Linked DNA regions of Mus musculus: all the other regions are linked to region 1. The links are chromatin contacts, called in public HiChIP or PLAC-seq and promoter capture Hi-C maps. All regions are on one chromosome and are shown on one strand. Each heading gives the region's core, a stretch centred on a gene start, on an enhancer-like site or on the middle of the called end of the contact. The rest is flanking DNA. Distances are from core to core; before and after follow the strand shown.

Region 1 (4,347 bases), core at 907-3,406:
AGTGTATCAGGTTGATGGAAATATCCTTTAACAGCCATATGCTTTGTATGAAAATCTTCATGTTGTAGTTTAATAACTGCTAGAAAGCACCCTACCACTGATGACCCTGTGTATGGTTACACACATACATACACACACACACACACACACACACACACACACACACACACACACACACGGCATTCTTGTTTATAGCACCTTCCTAACTGGGTTGAGTTAGCATGGATCCACTTTCTGAAAGTGATTAAATGAGAAGAATATTCAAAACCACTTTGGAAAGTAAAGCTATGACAAAATTAGTGCTTACCTTGTTCATCTGTAGGACTAATGAAAGCAAAATGCCTTAACTCTATTTTTGTCTAGAAGACATAATAATATATGATTTTTTTCCTGTGTACAGGGTTAATATAATCACCCAAGTATCTCATTTCATTCACAATTATTATGAGTTATGTTTCTATTGTCTCAAATAACTAAGCTTCCTATAAAACACACTGCAGGTGTTCCTGGGTGTGGCAGGAATGCTTTTTTTTTGTTTATAATCACACTCTAAATAACTGCTTCATACTTGTAGTTTAAAATATATAATAAAAGCTGGAGAGTTGGCTCAGTGGTTGACTGCACTTGTTGCTCTTGCAGAACCCAGGTTCCACTTCCAGTACCCATTCAGGCTCTCAATGGTTTGTAACTCCAGTCCCAGAGAAGCCATTGTCTTCTGACCTCCTCAAACACCAGGCATGTACACGGTGCACAAACACAGAAAAATAATCTAAACTTGTAAAAACTTACCAGATCAAAAAGGAAACATGGCAGACTTATAACAATCTTTTAGAATGATTCGAGGAATTTGTATTGATAGAACAGAAATAAATTATTGATCAAAGATACTTTTACTATAATCTTTCACACAGAAAATATGCATTAAAGAAATCTGTATTGAAAGGTGTTTGTTAAGGGGTGAGGTAATTTTCTGTTGCAGGGCTGGGACAAACAGTGCCAGGGTAGAAATCTGCTTGCTCCTATCTCCAAATTAGAGCTTTTTGTCAACCATACTAGGAAGACAGAGAGGACAGCGGCCATATGAATACTATGCTCTTTAGTGTTCGACACAAAGTCTGTCTCTAGACAGCTCTTAATGCTCTTCCTAAACAAAGTAAGTCAAGAACTTCGGTGTTCAAGTCACAAATAGCCCTGGGTCAACAGCTGAGGCTGGTAGGTGTCCTCCTTTTTATGAAAGTCCCATCTCAGGCACAACCAGTTTCAGCAGGCTCCAAAGCCATGCTCCCCTTAAGATCTCCAGACCCTGAGTTGCAGGGCGGGATGCTCCCAGGTTTACCCTGAACTCCATAAAGCCTGGCTTTTGAACCAGGCAGGAACTGTAAACCCTCAATGAGTGGCAGTCACGATGGTGATGACTGCAAGAACACAATGCTCAGGGCTTCGGGGACACCCGGTGTCAAGGAAAGGTCTCTGTCCATTGTCCAGGGAGGCAACCTGACAAGTGGGTTCACCCTGGACTCACGAAATATTGGGTACCGATTGAACCGGGCATTGGCTGGACCGACCAGGGGTCTACTCACGCTCCAGACCCCACCCACTTCACAGTGTTGCTGGTTCCTGCCCCACAAACCCACCTACCTCCGAAGGACAACTCTCACTGCAGACCCCGCCCACCTCCCGGCACTGCCCCTTAGAGCAAGGCCCCGCCCACCCCCGGCCTCCACTAGGCAGGCTCCGCCCAGTTCCCAGAATACGGCCCGTTCTCCGCACTGCAGACCCGCCCACCTCGCAGCGTCGTCATCACGCGCACCACGAACCCCGCCCACCTCCCAAGGCTGCTCGTGCCCGACACACGCCCCGCCCACCTCCCTAGGCTAAGCTCGCTCTCCCCACAGACCGCACCCACCTCCCTGATCCCCGTTTCTACACCACCTAAGGACAGTTCCACCTCCCTGCGCGGGATTCTCGCACGCCCCCGCGGCCCCTACCTGAGGCGTCAGAACCCGCGGGGCCAGCGCTGTCCTTAGGCCGCTTCGGAGCGCGAGCATGGTGCGGTCCTGAGCGCGCAGGAAGACCGCCGCCGGGCGCTCGGATACGCGCTCTCCTCGCTTCCTGGTGCGCGGGCCAACTTCGATTGGGTCCCTGCTGGACTGGGCGTGGCTCGGCGGCGTGGCTCCGCCCTTCCCCGCAGGCGCAAGAGGCTCAGAGGGTGCGGACACAAAGCAGTCCGCGGTTCTGTTCCCCATCCCGGGGCATTACCTCTTCTGTATGGTTCTAACACTCCAGAATGTAGGGCGTGGCGTGGATGCTTCTTGGGGTGGGGTGAACTTGTAGCAACCATCAGCGAGCCTTCTCCTGTATCACAGAGTATTCTGCATCCCCATTGCAACTCCAAACCCCATCCCCAGCATGGCCTGGGAGTCTCCGAACAAAGATGGGATAATTTTCCTGGAACCCAGAAGAGTGGGTCCGAGGGCCTGAGAGTCACAGGTGAAGATTGAAATAATTTTGTGTGATGCGAAAGCTGACCTCTGACGGCCTCTGATTTTTGGCCCTCAGAAAAACTTCAATTACAATTTATATTTTTCTAGCGCGTGTTTGTGTTCTCTGTGAAGCATATTCTAGGTTTCATGACTTTCCAACTAAGATTTAGAAACCATTTTTAAATACACTGCTTTCATTGGGTCCACTGTTCACAAACATTAAATAGCTAAATAATCGCAATGATTTCCCTGAAAATCGCCTCTTGGCCAATTTACTAATGTACACTAAGCTATATTATTTACTGGTCATCAGAGATTAAAACCGTTTTAGCGTCATAAACTTGGAAATCCTGTTAGCCTTTAAACTCCTAACGATTTTATGCTTAGCAAATACACATAGCTCTAAAAACAAGTTACACTGAACAAATATCATCAAACTATAGAGGTAAGTTATTGAAAAACAGGCGTGCTTCTTTAGGTATTAAATGGCAATTTAAGGTGTACGTAAGACATTCCAAGCGGTGGTGAACATGAAAGGGATTTTTGATGTATTTGCAACAACTTAACTAGAATATGACATCTATGCCTTTTATTAACTAAATCGTCACAAGTCCTGATAGTATTGTCCTTTGTTCCGTCCTTTTATGAACAATGAAGGTAAGATACAGCTTTTAGCATCCAAGTAGCCAGAAGCTTTGGGTGCAGTCAGTAGACTGCTTTGGAGTATGCACACACCTCTGGTCTACAGGGTAAGGTCTCAGAGAAACCTGGGACCAACGGCTAACAGGGCTGTCTTAACATTAAAAACACACACTGGCCTGGCTCCTTAGCACTTCTCATCCCAAATCCTTTAAACCACCCCAGCCCCGAGCTTCACTGCCCTCCCCCCACCTCCCCTTTCCTATAGAACCTCAGCTATCTTGGCTAGATGCTATCTTGTTTGGTTCTCCTCTTGGCTTCTCTCTTTGTCCCCTTGCCTTCTCTCTCCCGCCCCCTCATTTCTTCCCCCCTGTCTCTTCTCCCCTCTCATGGCCCCGTCTATTCTGCCGGCAATGCTCAGCCTGGACCCTTCCGGATGCCTTGGGCTGTTCTCTCCCTCAGACCCACAATAAAAACTTTCTCCTTAACCATACCAGGAGTGGTCATGTTCTCGTTTCCATTTCAAAGAGAACATATCTATTGAATTGCTGACATTATGTTATGAGCACATAATGCTCTAGAGTGCATATCCATTGAATTGCTGACTTCTAAGTCACGTGCACATTAATCTTAACTAAACACTATCAAAACAGGTTATAAATTTATACTTTTCATATACCCTTGGGTAAGGCTTTTCCGACCATGTTATTTTTCATTTAGTCTGGCTTTTGTGAAAATATATTTGTTCACCTCAAAAAACAAATAGGTGCCCGGTGCAGGATCGTTGACTTATGATGCTGGCAAAACAGTGTCCTCGGTGGCATTCTTGTTTGATTTTGTCCAAAGGTTAGACTTGTGCAACTGTGCAGACAGAAGTAGTAGAAAGGGACAAACATGCCAGCTGAACATGGCAAACATGGCAAACATGGCAAACATGGCTTGGGCAGGCCTTGCCCTTCTCATTTATTCCCTCTGCCTTGCTAAAAACCATTAGAGTGCATTCCTAAAGCTAGCTACTTCCTCCTCCTGTGGATGACATCCAAGGTCCAGCTATCAAAGTACTGAAGCCCAGCAATCAAAGGCCCCCTTTGGCTCACCTAAATAACATGTCAAAATTAAACACCCCATCCAAACATGGGAGGGAGGGTGTCCCTTTGTTTCTTTATAAACTGCCATTTTCCTATGTGCCACATCGGTGTCCTCACTATCCAGAGACAATCCTTTG
Region 2 (4,347 bases), core at 856-3,355, 500 kb before region 1:
TACTTATTGGTATGACTACTCAATTTCATGGTTAGTTGTTGTCAGTTTCTTACTGTATCTGATTTATTAGTTAAACTTTCTTCTAGGTATGTACTCATAAGAGAAAAAAATGGCTCCCGGCAATAGCACAATGAAATACAAATAAAAAAAATTAGTACAATCCACAGCCCCAAAGAACTGCACTGCCTCTTGGAATGCTTTCCATGAAGATAAGGGGAACTCATTTGCAGTTAACCGACAGCTTACAGAGGGTATTTTTCAGACATGGGATAAGAAGCAACAAAGTACTATCTATCTGTCTCACAGCCCATCCTAATTCCACTGTCACCAGCCTGTGTCAGGAATGAGGACGAGGCACAAGAATGTTGTAGAAGCTCAAATCTATTAATAACTTAGAAACAGCTTTGTTTAAGTTTCACATCCGTTATAGACCCTAGAATACCATGCGTGAGAATGGGGGGGAAGAAAAACAATGACAAGAATACTTTTCAGAAACTGAACAGCCTGGACACCTGCAGGCTCTGGCACACACAGTATGCACGGGGCATGCTCGGGTGGGTGGTGCAGAAAAGACACTGGCAAAGGGAACTGCCAAACACCCAGGTGAGCTTTGAACTTAAGAAAGTGTGATGGGGGCTGGAGAGATGGCTCAGCTGTTAAGGGCCAGGCTCAAAACAGACAAGGGCAATGGCGACAGGAGACAAACCACAAAGTGCTCAGACTGGCCTGCAGAGGAAGCTGTACAGAGACCGGTGGGGGAGGGGTTTAAGCACAGGCTCAGTTCAGGTGGGTTCTGGGGTTATTTGAAGAAGAAATGAAGCAAAATCTATTCTAACTTGGAAATCTGGAAATACCAAATTCTTTCCAGGAGGAAAGAAAGGTTAGAATACCCACAAAAAGCAGCGTGTCTGCACAGTACACAGGACATAGGCACCAAACATGAGAATGGGCAACAGGGAAGGCGCAAGCCATAAATCACAGGCGGTCAGGAAAAGGAAAAGAGCCACAGGAAAGGAGTAACTTGAAAAGCTGTGCTCAGAGTGAGATGATGAAACCCAGTTAGATGCTGCTACATGTTTAACGGTGGCTTGAACCTCTATTTGGCTTTTACTGTCCCCACCAAGAAGAGAAGAAGGTAGAGAAAATGAGATTTACCAAGGAGTTACTGTATCTCACAAAGCCTCAGAGGCTGTGTCCTCAGCATACTACAATTCAATAGCCCACGGAGGGATCCAGATGGTGGGTAACAATTGGAGATCGCATAGACGTAAAGTCTGACCCACAAATGTTATTCTCTCTGATCCTAACTGGAAAGACAGGGCACAGCCACCAGTGTCAGGTTGATGGCTGGCTGGTCCATCAGGTCTGTAGCAGAAGGAACTCTGACTACTTACAATGCAGTGGTTTACCTTTGTAGGGAACAGCACTCAAAGGATTAGCATTAGACAGGACTTAATTCACAAAAAAGCATCCCGTAATTCCACAAACATTGTTACATATTACTCCCAGGAAAGGCCCTTTCAGTGCAAAAATCTACAAAACACAAATTTTGAATGCAAATAACTCTCAGACTACAGAAAAAGAGGCAGGAGTACAACGAGTCATTTCAACCCCACGTGACGAGGTTGAGATGGCTGTAGAAGCTGTACAGATCTGCAAGGAGGAAAGAGGGTGAGAGAGAGCATGAGGGAGGGGGAGGAGGAGTCTAAGCTGCATTTTGAAATTGAGTAGGAATTTTCCAGACAGATGGGGAAGGGAGCACTCGGGCAGAGGAAACCGCATGCCTAAAAGCGCAGAAGCATGAAAGAGCATATTTAAGGAACTGCAAATGATCGGATAGGGCTGACTCTAGGGTGGAACATCAAAGAGATATGTGCCGAGGAGAAGTGTTTGGGGGGTGGGGGGGAGAGGTGGCTGTCCTGAGAATTCAGGGGATCTCACACTTTGCTCCATAAGGCAATGTGTAGCTACAAGGACACCTCACAGTAAGGCCCTGGTGTAAGCAGCTGATCAAACTGAAGGCCAGGGGGAAAAGCTGGGCACAGCAGTGCGGATCCAGAGATGAGCCCTTGCCATTAAATTGCCTCCTGCTGCCATGGCAACTCTGCAGTAAGGCTTTTTTGGAGCAAGAGGTGGCAAACAGATACCAGGTCTGCTGGCCGCCTCCTGCCGGATTTGGCTTCTCTCCTCTCTAATCAAGCACTGCGGCACTAAGGCTGAGAAGCTGGCAGCAAAGCCCCTCGGATGCTTCCGCTTTAGCGAGTCCTGACACATGTCTTCCCCAGAGGGGAATAAAAATGGAGTCTGATCATTTGTCCAATTATTACCTGGAATCAGTTTATAATGTACAGCCCCTTTCTATGGAGCACGTTGCCCTTAGTGAGTCACCAAAATAAAATACCCAGCAGCGATGCAGACCCTTCTGCTACTGCTAAATAACAGCAATGCAGGCCTTCTGCTGATTCTAAATGCAGGCTGCAGAGGATCTGTTCTCTACCCTCGGAAGAGTTCTGCCCAAAGAGACCTCTTCCTTCCATGGAGGAGGAGGAAAGACAAGGAAAGGCAAGTCCAGGCATCACACGGGGCCAGGATCCAAGTGTCCCAAGGAGGGCCATCTTATTTAACCCACAGAACTATGGGAAGTGCATACCCAAACCAAGCTAACTACAAACTAACCTAGCTAACTACAACAACACACCATTAATAAAACATGCTTGCCCCCCAACACTCTGGAACAACAGAATTAAGAGAGGCTGGCTGGGCACAGTGACTAAGAGTAGATTGTGATCTAGGGGGTTGTACGATGGTTGCAACAGTCTCCCTCTGCCCATAAGCACATGTACTTCTACAGCTTCAATATCTGTCCCTCAAGAGTCCATGTGCAAGGGTGGGGATGTAGCTCAGTGCTATAGCACTTGCTTAGCATGTATTCAAAGGTTCAATACCCGCTCAAGCAAAAAACACTAGAAAACAAAGACAAAAACAAAACAAAACAAAATAAAAACCAAAAACACACCTTGAGATTTGTCACTGTGGCAGCATTAGGAAGAGGGAGCTCTAAGCGGTGACCGTGCACTGCTGTCATGAACAGACTAGGGACAGCATCAGGAGACACAGGGGCTGAGACTGGAAAGTGCTAATCTGAGGTCAACCTAAACTAGGCTGTGAAACCCTGCCCCTCAACACACACACACAGAGACAGAGACAGAGAGAGGGGGAGAGAGAGAGAGAGGGAGAGAGAGAGAGAGAGAGAGAGAGAGAGAGAGAGAGAGAGAGAGAGAGAGAGAGAGAGAGAGAGAGAGAAAACCAGCCTTATTTGCTCCTCAGCACTTACATATGTGTTACTATCAATCTCCACCAGTAGCAATCAACTCTAGGAGAGCAGGGCTGGTTGACTATTGAATCTATTTCTATACCCTCAGTACCTAAATAATGCCTGCAATGAAAAAGGAATCCATTATCATTTATGGAATCACTAAAAAGATGACACTTGTGTAAATTTTGCCAGGTAAAAATGAGGTGGAAAGGAAGTAGGGGAGAAGATATTTAAGGTGAAAATATTGTTATTCAACATAAAAATTTTAAACATGCTCTCTGCCAGATACAGAATTAAGTAAACAATATAATTATAAATATGGCCATACTTGCTAGGCAGGCATGTGGCTCATGCTTCTAATCCCAGTACTTGGGAGGCTGGGCCAGATAGTCTTAAGTTAAGTTCAAGGGCAGCCTAGGCTATCTACAGAATTCAAAGCCAGCCAGGGCTTCCTAGCCAAGATCCTAGCTCAGAAACCAAACCAATAACCAAAGACAGTAAATACACAGTCTCCCTTCCCTGCCTTCATGGCACAGAGACACCGGAGCTGCAAGCAATGTAAAATGCCTCACCTGGGCAAAGAGGCCAGCACAAGAAGGATCAAATGGGTCTCTTAAAAGTGGCAGGGGAGGGACCTAGAGAGTACATAACTAAAGCAACTAAAACATGAGCAAGAGTCACTCAGCTCTGGGAGGGGAGTCAAAGACGAGCAGGTACGGCCACAAAGATGAGAACACGGAAAGGTTACACAGTTGATGTGGACTGTAGCGAAGGATGAAGAGGCTAAGCAGGGCGCTCTGCTTAAGGACGTAGGCCTTAAAGGTATCAGAGGCAGGACAGCTGGAGTTCCTCCTAAAGCTGGAAAGTTGTTGGGAGCTCACGGTGGAAAACGAACAGCAGGTGACTAACCGGCGGGAAGGAGGCTGAAGGATTTGTACCAAGAGATGATGGCTGGGATTAGGCTGAGACTGGATTTCACTCATCCACAGGAACAAGAAAGACAGCGTGATGACCTGACGAGGAGGAGAAGA
Region 3 (4,347 bases), core at 618-3,117, 450 kb before region 1:
TATTTACCAATTAAAAGTAAATAATTCTAAGCCAGGAGGTGATATCACACACCCCAAGTTAAAGGACAAACTGGGCTACAGAGGGAGTCCCAGGGCAGCCAGGGCCATCCAGAGAAACCCTGTCATGGGAAAACAAAACAAAACAAACCAATCAACCCAAAACAAAACTATTTATCAATCACAAGTACGTAATTCTGAGTCAGGTGGTGGTGGTGCACGACTTTAATCTTAGAGTTTGGGAGGCAGAGGCAGGCAAATCTCTGAATTAGAGGCCAGCCTGGTCTACAGAGTGAGTTCCAGGTCAGCCAGGACTACACAGAGAAACCCTGGGGAAAGGGGATATTAACTAATTTGGCTTTGTCTTCATGCTGGCCTCACAGATAAGATTTTTCTAGTGTGTAGTTAGTTAAGTCTTTAATAAATTAGCATTCAGGGTGGACACACGGACTTTCTGATGCTGTTTGCATATGCTGACAGACAGATGCATACTTAGTGTATTAGTAAAATCATGAGGCTCAAATGCCCAGGGAAATCGATAAGTCAGTGATACTTGGTCAAGCCTGTTGACAGCCTTAGGTGCCTTGCATAGTAAACCTGAAACCTCATCTAATAGAGTTCAAACTCTATGTGTGGCCAGGAAGCACGTGTCCCAGGACAGCTATGAATAAATCGCAACACGAGCGTGTAAGCTTACTTAAAACATTATGGCGTCTTTATGTGCACAGATATTGTTTTGTAACTTAACTGTGCAGTCCTCAGATGTGAACCTTATGGTTGACAATGGTTTCAATGTTTCAATGCCAAAAGGCTGGGCCTGCCTGCCTGAAAGAAGAGGCTACTGCAGAGGGCTTCTGTGCAACTGCTGGAGAATGTGGTACCCGCATATAGGCAGTTTCTCCATCATCAACATCCAACGCACAGCCTCACCCTTAAAGACGGAAGCCCTGAGAACACATTAGGAGTGCGTTCTGAACCTATTTGCACCGCTATCCTCTCCTCACAGATGCTCCCAAGTCAGGGTGAAGGTACTAAAGGGTACCCTGACTTTGAGCAATTCTTCATCACCAGACAACCCAGCTGGCCCCCAGTTACCCCAAAGATGACTAATCAGTCAAGGGACTACAAATGTGAGGGTGACACATTGTCCCAAAACCTTTACACCCCTTTTAGTGTTAAATTTGAACTACCAAAGACTCAAAAGCCAACAGATTACTCAAGGTAAAGAAGAGAACAACGGAAACTCTAAGATCAAACACCAGTATGAGACGACAACTCCTAGTTCTGAGAGTCAATGGTCTCAGCAGCATAAATGCTTCCAGGAGAACACACGCTCACATCACAAGCTCTGTAAGACAAACCAGCTAGAGAGATCTAGAAAGTGATTAAAGGCCAGAAGAAAAGTCTAGAAATTCCCAAGTAAGTAAGGAATAACACTGAGGCATCCACTTAATAGCCCTGTAAATGACTGGCACTAATTCTGTTATTAAGGGGGTAGGGGTGGGGCAACAGATCAAACTACAGTAAATAAGTGCTTTAAAAATGCAAGCAGCTGGCCGGGCGTGGTGACGCACTCCTTTAATCCCAGCACTCAGGAGGCAGAGGCAGGCGGATTTCTGAGTTTGAGGCCAGCCTGGTCTACAGAGTGAGTTCCAGGACAGCCAGGGCTAAACAGAGAAAACTCTGTCTCGAAAAAATCAAAACAAAACAACAAAAAAACAAGCAGCTATCAATCTCCATAACTAGTCATTAACATGCCCCACCCCTAAGAAGCCATTTTTGACTGTCACCAAAACTAGTAAGTCTCAGACCTGGTACTGACTAGTTTATACCCTATTCAGGAAGCCAGCCCCACCCCACCCCACCACCCCACCCCCCAGGGTACACTCAGGCCTCTCTGTGTCCATTACAAGCCCTGTTCTGTTTTAAGACCTATCTCCATTAGTCCCTTAAAAGCAACTACCAAAGTAATAATTCCCTGGAACAGCCATCAAACAACTACAGGGCTTCTAGCAGTATCACACCCAGCTTGCAAATAAATTCTACAGAAATCCAATTGAAGCCTAGTTCCTACAATGAAAGGTAAACTCAAAGGGAAAGGAAAACAAACAAACAAACAAACCAGCCAGGCAGTGGTGGCACACAATGCAGAAATAGACAGATCTCTGAGTTCAAGGCCAGCCTGGTGTACAGAGCTAGTTCCAGGACAGCCAGGGCTACACAGAGAAAACCTATAAAAAAAAAAAATAAATCCTGCCTCCACAACCTGAGTGCTGGAGTAACAGGTGTGAGCCACCACATCTGACTGTTCTGGTTTTTTAATTCCTTTGGACAAATCCCAACAGGATCACATGCAGTGACTCACTTTACCATCCCATTTGTTATGTAAAAATAAAGTTCTGCATAGTCAAGTCAGGCTGACTTCAGATTTTCTTTCCCTCGCTGCTTTTAAGTCCCTTGACTATTTGAAATTGTCTCTACCTGCTATCTATTTCTTAGGATTTACTGTGATTCACATTTTAAGTTATCCAAAGCTTTTAACTAAATCTAATAACTAATAAATGGTTTGTTGATTCACAATGACTCCTTTAATAAACAACTTCTTACTTAACTACACATGCAGACTACTGTGTTCCACAGAACTTATTAATAAATGTAGTTGATTTTGTTTCCTAACTCACCGCTTACAGTCATTCTTCTTGTTTTTGGCTTTATGGCTTACTGCACTAATTAATCTTCTAGAACAATGTTAATGGTGATAATAATCTCAGTATAAATGTCTAACGTAAACTAAGTCCTCACTGTCAAAGACATTAAGTTACCTAACAAGTGAGTCTTGTTAAAGATGTAGCAATGGGTTTTATTTAAATACGTTAAGGTTTTTTGACATTTTATTTAATGTTATGTGTATGCGTGTTTGAGAGACTGTCTGTGTACCATGTGTGTGCACTGCCTGTAGAGACCAACAGAGAGCATGAGATTCTAAGGACTGGCACTCCAGATAGTTATAAGCTGCCATTGTGAATGCTGGGAATTAAAATGTCCTCTGAAAGAGCAGCCAGTGCTCCAAACAGTTGAGCCATTTTCATCCCCAACGCAACACTATTTGTATATGTGTGATTTTTTTAAAATTGCTTTTAAAACAGATGTTGGGCTTTTTTTCCACATTTGTTTTATTTTTATTTTTGTTTTTGAGATATCAAGTCATTAATGACCCAGAATAACCTTGAAGTCTAAATAGCCCAGGCTAGCCTTGAACCTGCAGTTCTGCCTCAGCCTCCCAAGTGCTAGATTTAAAAATATACACTATTATACCTCTCTTCACACTATTAAACTAATGTTATGGTATTTCTTGCTAAATGTCCACATATCTTCACGTGCAGTATTAGGAATAAAACCCCAGGTCTGCATGTTTGCTAGACCAGTATGTTACAACTGAACCATATCTGCAATCCCTGAGTATCTATTTGAACAAGAATCGCAAAGAAGCTGATCCTAGCTGCAGGTCAGACCTAAGAAACAACGAGGGCAGCAGTACAGTCGACTCTACAGTGTTTCCGGCCTCATACCCAACTGGCATCAGTCAGCATTATGTCCTAAGGTCACACTGGCTCCCAGGAGATTTTTCCCAGCATGCTGATGTGTTCAAGCAGAGGTAAGTTTTTTTCACTATTATTAAAGAGAAAGCATTGGCAACAGAAGACAACCTTGGGTGGGAGGATGGCTGGAGATCTACAGAAATGACTTCCCGGAGCTTATGTGGTGACCAACTCAGTGGCTTCAGAACACTGACTTCTTTTCAATGTGGGCTGCAGATGCAGAAGGAGATGCCCAGGCCTTCCTCTCTGTCTGAACTAATCAGGCTGTACACTAGACCAGCCCTTTGCCTCTTATGAAATGATGTATCAGAAGCAAGACTTCCTTCTCAAAGGACACAGGATTCCATAACATGAGATGACACAGACCTTCCCCAGTGTGAGCCTAGATAAACAACAGGCATAACTCTAGACAGCTGTTTATTCATTCGTACTTTTAGCAATTACTGGACTTTCTTTAAGCTTTCTTGGTTTAGTGTCCTACCCTAACTCTCTTTTCCCATCAACCCTATTGTTTCCAGTGCCTGAGTCTGCACATATGGAGTTATTCTAGGCTTCCCTACATAGTATGGTAGCAGAAACATTTGAATCCCTCATAGAAACAATTTGAACTGATGCCATCTTCTGCTTACTATAGGGTACTCTGATATCTGATAGGTAGGTAGGTGGATAGAAAGATAGATGATAGATAGATAGATAGATAGATAGATAGATAGATAGATAGATAGACAGACAGACAGATAGATAGATAGCG

Evidence for each region. Promoter capture Hi-C pulls out the DNA fragments that hold promoters and counts their contacts. HiChIP or PLAC-seq counts read pairs in DNA pulled down with a chosen protein or histone mark.
Region 2: a contact with region 1 is called in a promoter capture Hi-C map of pre-B cells, with 1.9 times the contacts expected there. The contact joins the enhancer-like site here to the promoter of Nipsnap3b in region 1. A contact is called at or near these places in 3 of 39 promoter capture datasets (the C10 cell line, cranial neural crest and pre-B cells) and 1 of 9 other capture datasets (liver).
Region 3: a contact with region 1 is called in an H3K27ac HiChIP or PLAC-seq map of embryonic stem cells, with 2.9 times the contacts expected there. The contact joins the enhancer-like site here to the promoter of Nipsnap3b in region 1. A contact is called at or near these places in 4 of 39 promoter capture datasets (the 3T3-L1 cell line, embryonic stem cells, hematopoietic stem and progenitor cells and 1 more), 2 of 484 Hi-C or Micro-C datasets (cortical neurons and embryonic stem cells) and 2 of 115 datasets of contacts at active chromatin or transcription factors (embryonic stem cells and extraembryonic endoderm stem cells).

What each region holds. Positions count from the first base shown.
Region 1 is chr4:53,009,689-53,014,035 of GRCm38.p6, reverse strand. It overlaps Nipsnap3b (nipsnap homolog 3B), which reads right to left and starts at 2,156. Exons shown (of 6, transcript NM_025623.3): 1 at 1,989-2,156. The coding sequence starts at 2,048.
Region 2 is chr4:53,510,084-53,514,430 of GRCm38.p6, reverse strand. The region is part of intron 3 of Slc44a1 (solute carrier family 44, member 1); the gene reads right to left. Among named protein-coding and RNA genes, the nearest start is that of Slc44a1, 72 kb to the right of the region's middle. Within about 2 kb of position 2,105, at least 146 of the 459 cell types and tissues checked have an H3K27ac peak or open chromatin away from gene starts, as enhancers often do. A contact at or near this core is called in pre-B cells, where this site is marked.
Region 3 is chr4:53,464,056-53,468,402 of GRCm38.p6, reverse strand. All of the region lies in intron 1 of Slc44a1 (solute carrier family 44, member 1), which reads right to left. Among named protein-coding and RNA genes, the nearest start is that of Slc44a1, 26 kb to the right of the region's middle. Within about 2 kb of position 1,867, at least 9 of the 459 cell types and tissues checked have an H3K27ac peak or open chromatin away from gene starts, as enhancers often do. A contact at or near this core is called in embryonic stem cells, where this site is marked.